2 separate regions of the Mus musculus genome follow, and region 2 is linked to region 1. A link is a contact called in public Hi-C data. All regions are on one chromosome and are shown on one strand. Each heading gives the region's core, a stretch centred on a gene start, on an enhancer-like site or on the middle of the called end of the contact. The rest is flanking DNA. Distances are from core to core; before and after follow the strand shown. Region 1 overlaps Homer1 (homer scaffolding protein 1). Region 2 has its middle 5.2 kb from the start of Gm31977.

Region 1 (4,312 bases), core at 607-3,106:
GCACAAAGTCCAATGAGGCGGTGAGGTTCTACTCTGCTCCTAACTTCTGCACTGAACTGACAGGGAAAGGCCTCACAGCTCCAAGTTAGTTATCCTTTAACTGTGTTTTCCTAAAGGATCTTTGTTGTTGTTGTTTTGGATTTATTTACTTAATGTTTATGAGTATTTTGCCACGTGTGTGCCTGGTGCCTGCAGAGATCAGAAAGGGGTGTCAGATCCCGGACCTAGAGATTCTGTGTGGGTGTTGGGATCCAAACCCAGGTCCTTAGCTCCCTGCCCCCTGATTCTGTGATCTGAAGGTATTCTAGAACATTCAAGTACGTGCAGGACCTAGAGGTAGGTAATCAGGACAGTGGAAATATGCTGTAGGAGGGTAACTCTTAAGAACTCCTTCAATTCTACTGCATGGACTGTCATAAAGACAGCAGGCCTGACCCCACTCAGCTCCACCGGCTCTGAATGTAATTACTTGCTAACCCATACGTTAGTTAATATTATCAAGTCATACAGTGCTGCAACCAAGAGAAGATCAGGGAGCTAGGGCTATATATCCTTTGGATTGTTAGCCTTCAAACTGTAAAGCTAAATAAATGCCTTTCTGATAGCTGGTACTGTTCTAATAATGAAACAGTGACTGACAGAAATTTTCTTATCATTTAACATTAATACAAAACAGAGATGCCAGGGATGTTCATTAAATAAACTAACCCATCATAAAGCTGAAGACTATGTTGCTTCATATAACTCAATATAATAAGGGAGTTAGTTTCTACAAATAACTTGAGGGGAAAATGCTATTACTCTAAGAATAATCACTTTTTGTTTTCTAAAGTTAAGCTTCAAAAAGTCTAGAAGAAATATTTTAATGAAAACAGAAATATGAATGAAACTGAACTTCTATGTTGTACAAAGCAAGAGAGTAAGATTATTTGAAGTAAATGTAGCTTACCTTTGAGCCATCTAAACTGATTATCCTATACACATTTCTTGTGCTGTCATAAAAATAAGATACAGTAACTGCATGCTTGCTGGTGGGTACCCAGTTCTTCTTTGTGTTCGGGTCAATCTGGAAGACATGAGCTCGAGTGCTGAAGATAGGTTGCTCCCTGAGGAAAGAACAGTTTTACTTCATTAGACAAGTGAACATAAAAGCTATACAAGTGACTACATTAACGAGAAACTTACATATATCCGCAAATAAAATAATCTTTCTTTCCAGTATGAAGTGTAAGTAGTCCAATATAAACTTTGTTAAAACAATTACACCCGATTCTTGCTACTCAGAGATTCTGTACACATGAATTCAGTTACCCACTAACGTCATCAGTAACTCTGCAGGCTTCTGTCAACTCGACACCACTAGAGTCACCTGAAGAGGAAACCTCAACTCAGGAATTGCATGCATTGAATTGGCTTTTGGATGCAGTCTCTGAGGAATATTTTTTGATTAAGGATTCATGGGGCAGGGGGTGTCCAGCTCAATGTTGGCCATGCCACCTTTGAACAGGTGGTTGTGGGTTGTGTCAGAAAGTAAGCTAGGCAAGGCAGTCGCAATGTTCATCTGTAAGTCCTGCTTCAGGTCCTGCTTCAGGTCCCGTCCAGGCTTTCCTCAATAATGAACTGTAAGCACTAAGCCAAATAAACCACTTCCTCCCCCAAGCTGCTTTTGGTTATTGTTTTATCAAAGCAGTGAAGAACCAAACTTAATAGTCAAGTAAGAACTTGTGGCTTTTTTTTTTTTAAGTTTTTGCTGTATACACAGAACACTGGGAAACGGGACTCACCTAGCCTATACTTTCCACCAGAAGATGAACAAGACAATACTGCCATCTTGTTTCAGCACTCAGACTATACAAGCAGCTGTCTTTTTAGTGGTTTGTTTAGCTTTTTTTTTTTTTTTTTTTTTTTTTTTGCATTTCTGTGCCATTGTAGATGCTTTCACTGCTTAAAATGGCCCCTCAGCAAAATGTTGAAGTGCTTCTAAGTGCTACATACTCATGGTGGAAAGTTAATGTGCCTTATGGAGAAAAGTGTGTTAGATAAGCTTGACTCAGGCATAACTCATACTATAATTGGTCACGTGTTCAATGTTAAAGCAGCAACAATAATAAATGAAAGCACACATCAACTGGGTGTTGTGCTCCCAGCATTTAGGAAGCAGAGACATGGAATCTTTAAGCTCAAGTCCAAACTGAGCTGCAAACATAATGAGAGACCATGTCTATAAATAAATTAGATAGATTGATAGAAAAAAGAAAGAAAGAAAGAAAGAGAAAATAAAGAAAGAGAGAAGGGAAGGGAAGGGGAGGGGAGGGGAGGGGAGGGAAGGGAAGGGAAGGGAAGAAGAAAGAAAGAAAGAAAAGAAAAGAAAAGAAAAGAAAAGAAAAGAAAAGAAAAGAAAAGAAAAGAAAAGAAGAAAGAAAGAAAGAAAAGAGAGAGAGAAAGAAAGAGAAAGTGAAAGAAAGAAAGACAGACAGACAGACAGACGTGTGAGAACTGTATGTGAAACAATGTTATGAACTGACTGGTTTATAAAAATGTGATGAGAGGCTTATAGAAACATGACATAATATTCCCTAGGAGCAAAAGTTCACCATTTGCTAATTAGGTATTCCTAGAACCTTTACAGATCCTGGTTGTTATGACTAGTAGGATATACCGTAGACTAGACTATAAAGTCAAGAAGTCCTTCCATTTGACCCTGCTGTAACATTTTACATTTACACCCCATGCATCATTCTGTACTAACTGAAAGGTCCCCTTCAATATACTATCCTTTCCTGAAAAGTCTATGGAGGACCAACTCAAAACCACAGACGGCACTTTCTTAAATCACGTAGGATCTAAAAATGTACAGCAAAGTTACAAATAGAAAAACAAAACCTAATCAAAGCTCAAAATAATATTATAAGGTGGAAAGGTAGGGCACAAGACAACCTGCAAATAACAGGAACACTATAGTCCAAACTTCCAAGTTCTGAGTAAACAAGTTTGGGAAACAACACTTATCAGTTTATATTTGCTATCTGTTTTTCCTTAGTTCAAACAAACCTCATCTTTTTCACTTTGTTGCATACCTTTCTTTTTTGAAGCAGCTCAAGATCCTAAAAATTTTAACTTGTCATTTTTTGAGAGAGAGAGACGGGCCAGGGGAGAGGTCTTGCTATTGCAGCCCAGGCTAGTTTTGAACTCAAGATCCTCCTGCCCTAGCTTTCTGAGGCCTGTGATTACAGTAGGTGAGTCACCATTCCTGGCTCAACTTTTAACCAGGAATATTTAATGTTTAAATCTAAATAAATCAAATTTTATTCTAAATAACTTAAAGTGTGTTTTAAAGTTTCAGGGAAACAGAGTATAGGAAAAGCAAAGCAAAGCAAAGCAAAACAGCAAACAGAACAGTGACAGCGGATGGAGTTTGTGGTAAAACGGCTCTTCAGAGCAAGCCTCATGGATGGGGCACCAGATTGCCTCTCTCCACATTAGCACACGATGGTCACTAATACAAAGAAGAGAACTCCTAGAACTAACGAGACCATTACAACATCTGATACAGTGTAAGAGCAAAAGAGTCAAAATTATCTACTACATGGCAACAACTGGGATAGAGGCTAGGAATATAGCTCAGGATCTCTGCCCTTGAACACTCTGAATTGGTGATGGGACACAGATTCTTTAAAAATAAAACACACTAGTAAAATGAGGCGTCTTATGGAGAAACAAATTCATGGGGGAAGTTTAAAACAAAATCAGGGCCCAGTGGGGAGGAAGGGGGCGCAGTACACTGTGTATTCAGCAAGCCCTTTAGTACAAGGGCCAGAAAGATTACTTGGTAGCTAAGAACACTGGCTGTTCTTCCAGCAGGTAGAGTTCAAGTCCAGCACTCACATAGCAGATCCTAACCGCCTGCAATTCAAGTTCAGGGGATCTGACACCCTCCTCTGGTCCTCTAGGGCACATACGAACACATGGTGCAAATGCATACATGCGGGCAAAACAAGCACTCACATATTTTTTTTAATTTAAATAAAGTAAGAATTTTAGTGAGTAAATATAGGAATGAAGAAACAGAAAAGCCTTCTTGAAGGTCTCCATTGGAAGCAACTGAAATCAGACAGGAAGTATTTGTGCAGTTTAAAAAGATAAAGTTAGCAGCATTACACTGGCCTACCAGGCACAAAACACTTAACACTCTAGGTTCAGGTCTTAAAACTGTGGGAAGTAGGGGGAGGAGAGAGTGTGCTGTTGCTATGTAACAGACAGGATGTTATTAAACACCTATATCGCATAGGATAACAAAGATTTATCTACCCCA
Region 2 (4,312 bases), core at 926-3,425, 250 kb before region 1:
GACCGACTCTTTACTAGATGCCAGAATGAAAGGAATAGAAAGTGAGCATAAGAAAGCTGTCTGCTCTCAACCTTTGGGTTGAAAGAAGATGTAAGTTTAGATCATGGTAAATATAATGAAGAACACACTAGATGGAGTAACCTAGGGGGTCTCAACCTTCCTAATGCTACAACCCTTTAATACAGCTTCCCATGTTGTGCTGACCCCCAACCATATCATTATTTTGTTGCTATTCATAACTGTAATTTTGCTACTGTTATGAATTGTAGTGTAAATATCTGATATTCGACCCCAAAGGGGGCGCCACTCACATCACTCACATGATGAGAATTGCTGGAGTTTGCATAGTGCCCAGGTAGATGTTTAGCTCTTATTCTAGATAAGATGGGATTTTGGAATGCTTTAAGAAGGCATTGTAGTGGTTTGAATACGGATGGCTCCCATAAGCTCATATAATTGAATGCATAATCACCAGGGAGTGGAACTCATCCATAAGGTTAGAAGAATTAGGGGGTGAGGCAGTGTGTCACTGGGGCCAGGCTTTGAGGTTCCAGACCCAGGCCCCCCAGTCTCTCTCTCTCTCTCTCTCTCTCTCTCTCTCTCTCTCTCTCTCTCTCTCTCTCTCTCTCCCTCCCCGCCATGGGTCAGGATGTAGTTTTCAGCTGCTGGTCCAATGTCTGCCTGCATGCTACCATGCTTCCCACCATGATGATAATGGACTAAACCTCTGAAACTGTAAACAAGTCCCAGTTAAAGGTTTTCTTTCCTAAGAGTTGGCTTGGTGGTGGCTCTTCACAGAAATAAAACAATGACCAAGGCAGGCATGGGCTACATGGCTTTTAGAATTACTGTGACAAGCCTTGTAAAAGACAGATGAAAAGACATCAAGAGGAATAGAGGCTATCTTTTTTTTTTTTTTTTTTTTTTTTTTTTTTTTTTTTTTTTGGTTTTTCGAGACAGGGTTTCTCTGTATAGTCTTGGCTGTCCTGGAACTCACTTTGTAGACCAGGCTGGCCTCGAACTCAAAAATCCACCTGTCTCTGCCTCCCAAGTGCTGGGATTAAAGGCGTGCGCCACCACCACCCGGCGAATAGAGGCTATCATGAGTCTCCAGTTTAATAAAACTAGAAAACAGGCCAGAGGGTGGAGGCACGCCCTCTTTGTCCCAGCTCTTGGGAGGCAGAGGCAGGCAGATCTCTGAGTTTGAGGCCAGCCTGGTCTATAGAGTGAGTTCCAGGACAGCCAAGGCTATACGGAGAAACCCTGTCTCAAAGACCAAAAATCTGAGAAAGAGATCCAACCTGAATCTTCCTTTTCTTCCACCTCCATCTAGCATATCCCGACTTGTCTAGTCATAAGCTCTCCATCATTCATAGCTGTGTCTGGAAAACAGAACCCACACCACACAACTCAGTTGAAAGAATTTTTTTCTTTTTTCTTTTTTTAAAGGTTTATTTATTGTTATATGTAAGTACACTGTAGCTGTCTTCAGACACACCAGAAGAGGGCATCAGATCTCATTACAGATGGTTGTAAGCCACCATGTGGTTGCTGGGATTTGAACTCAGGACCTTCGGAAGAGCAGTCGGTGCTCTTAACTGCTGAGCCATCTCGCCAGGATTTTTTATTAACTGTACAAAGTGTAGGGTTTCATGATGGCACTTTCAGACATGACATACATATGCTATACTTTGAACAAAGTGTGTACACAGTTTGTACAGTACTATACTGTGATTATGGCAGTGGTTGCAGAAGGATAAACAAAGCTCAAAGAGGAAACAGGCAGCTGAGACAGCCCACAGACTGGAGACAGGAGGAAGTGGCTTTCACCCCAAAGCTGAAGCATCGTAGAGGTGTGTTAGTCAGAGAGCTGGGAGGTGAACTTTGTCATGCTAGAGAACAAAGGACATTCAACTACTGTTGCTGGTGCCACTGAGCATGAGATTGGGACAGAGGTGCTGGCTGGTTTTTATGTCAGCCTTACTTAGTTCAGGTTTTATTGCTGTGAAGAGAAACCAAGATCCACTCTTATAAACAAAAACATTTCATTGGGACTGGCTTATGGTTTCTGAAATTTGGTTCATTATCATTATGACAGGAAGCATTGTGGCGTGCAGGCAGACATGGGGCTGGAGGAGCACAGAGTCCTACATCTTGATCCAAAGGCAGCCAGAAGGAGACTCACACTGGCCATAACTTGAGCTTAGGAACCCTCAAAGCCTGCCCCCACAGTTACAAACTTCCTCCACAAGGCCACACCTATTCCAACAAAGATACACCTTCTAATAGTGCCACTCCCCCAAGCATTCAAGCACATGAGTCTATGGGGGCCATAAGTATTCAACTCACTACACTGACACAAGCCAGTCATCTGAGAAGAAACTCCAACTGAGAGAATGACTCCATAAGATCAAGCTGTGGGCAAGCCTGTAGGGCATTTTCTTAATTAATGGCTGATAAGAGTAGCCAACTGGGGGTAGGGCTGTCCCTGAGCTGGTGGTCTTGGGTTCTATAAAAATCTGATTTAAAAAGTCAAAAGGAGTAACCAGTAAGCAGCACCCCTCTGTGGCCCCTGAATCAGCTCCTGCCTCAGGTTCCCATCTGATTTGGGTTCCTACCATGGCTTTCCTCAAGGGACTGCCATTCAGGATATGTAAGACAAACTCTTTCTTCCCAAAGTTGTTTTTGGCCATGCTGTTTCACACAGCAGTAGAAACCCTAAGATGGCTTCTCTCCTGCTCCTATCTTTTTGTGATTCTGGTTGACCAAAGCCAAATGATGTGGGAGCTGGACACTGCAGTTTTAAGGGTCAGCTCCCCAGCGTAGGAAGGAAGGGCAGGAGACAGGTCTGCCAGACATCAAGGCTGAGAGGTGAGTGATTGGCACAGCAGTCCACTAGTTAGTCATCCTCAAATATAGAGAAGAAACACCTATTTAGTCAGTTCACCATGATGAAAGTCATCCCAGCACTTGGGAGGCAGAGGCAGGTGGATTTCTGAGTTCGAGGCCAGCCTGTTCTACAAAGTGAATTCCAGGACAGCCAGGGCTACACAGAGAAACCCTGTCATAAAAACAAAACAAAACAAAACAAAAAAGTCTCCCCTATTCTGGAGTGTCTGAAGAGCTACAGTGTACTTATATATAATAAATAAATAAATCTTTTTTAAAAAAAGATCCAGCTATCACCCTGGGTCATATGCCCAAGGGTTGCTCCATCCTACCACAAGGACACTTGCCAACCACATTTGTTGCTGCTTTATTCGTAACAGCCAGAGACTATAAACAACCTAGAAGTTCCTCAAGTGAAGAATGGATAAAGAAAATGTGGAACATTTACACAATGGAGTATTACCTGTTAAGAAATTGACATCATGAAATTTGCAAGCAAATGGAACTAGAAAAAAAAAACAGCCTGAGTGAGATAACCCAGACTCCAGAAAGATGAATATGGTATGCATTCACTTGTGGATACATACAAGTAGATATAAGCCATTATATAAATGATAACCAAGCTATAATCCATATACCCAGCAAGGTTAGGCATAGAGAAAGGGACTAGAGGGACATATAAATTTCTCTAGGAAGGGGAAATAGAATAGATTTTATAGTTGGACAGGAACTGATGTGGGGGGGGCAAGAATGGAAGGAGCAGGTGGGAATGGGGAGGGGAGATGGGATTAAGGGATCAAATGAGAGAAGAGACAGCTAGAATTGAGGGACATTTGAGGGGTGGTATGGGAACCTAATTCAGTAGAAATTCCCTACAAAGTGGAAGTTTCCTAACAAAATCTCCAAATAATGAGAGAGATGGAGTCCCATCCAGTTATCTCTTGTCACCAAATAAAGCTTCCAGTATTGGGACTGGGTTACATCCAATTGAGTTGTTAGCCAGAAGGGTCCCATGAAAATTCTTAACCCACGCTGTTGCCAAAGCACTAGGTTGATCTTCACAAACTGACAGCCCCATTGCTGAAGGCAATGCTCACACAACTCATTGAACATGGAAGTTGAGCTGGTGCCTACATAGAAACTTCACTTTGTGTTATAGTGTCTTTGACATGGAAAGGTACTTTGAAGGTTACCAAAAGAGAACATAAGCAACCACAAAACCTTTGATCTCTTAATCTATCCTGCTTGTAAAATATGCTAGGACAATGATGCCACAAATCTCGTGGGAGTAACCAACCGATGTCTGATTCAGACTTAAGACTCACACCATGAGATGGACCCCATACCTGCCACTGCTTGGATGACTACAAACCAGAGACTAGAGAGCCTAGAGATATAGAGTAAGAGGGGGAAGGGATATTTG

What was found. Hi-C and Micro-C count contacts between places; a contact is called where the count stands out from the background.
Region 2: a contact with region 1 is called in a Hi-C map of Th1 cells, with 2.4 times the contacts expected there. The contact joins two enhancer-like sites. A contact is called at or near these places in 9 of 484 Hi-C or Micro-C datasets (CD4 T cells, CD8 T cells, the G1E-ER4 cell line and 5 more), 4 of 115 datasets of contacts at active chromatin or transcription factors (CD8 T cells, effector CD8 T cells, embryonic fibroblasts and 1 more) and 1 of 9 other capture datasets (embryonic stem cells).

Annotation. Positions count from the first base shown.
Region 1 is chr13:93,338,550-93,342,861 of GRCm38.p6, reverse strand. It overlaps Homer1 (homer scaffolding protein 1), which reads right to left. Exons shown (of 10, transcript NM_147176.4): 2 at 950-1,106. Among named protein-coding and RNA genes, the nearest start is that of Homer1, 37 kb to the right of the region's middle. Within about 2 kb of position 1,856, at least 32 of the 459 cell types and tissues checked have an H3K27ac peak or open chromatin away from gene starts, as enhancers often do. A contact at or near this core is called in Th1 cells, memory CD8 T cells and regulatory T cells, where this site is marked.
Region 2 is chr13:93,591,029-93,595,340 of GRCm38.p6, reverse strand. No RefSeq gene overlaps it. Among named protein-coding and RNA genes, the nearest start is that of Gm31977, 5.2 kb to the left of the region's middle. Within about 2 kb of position 2,175, at least 45 of the 459 cell types and tissues checked have an H3K27ac peak or open chromatin away from gene starts, as enhancers often do. A contact at or near this core is called in Th1 cells, memory CD8 T cells and regulatory T cells, where this site is marked.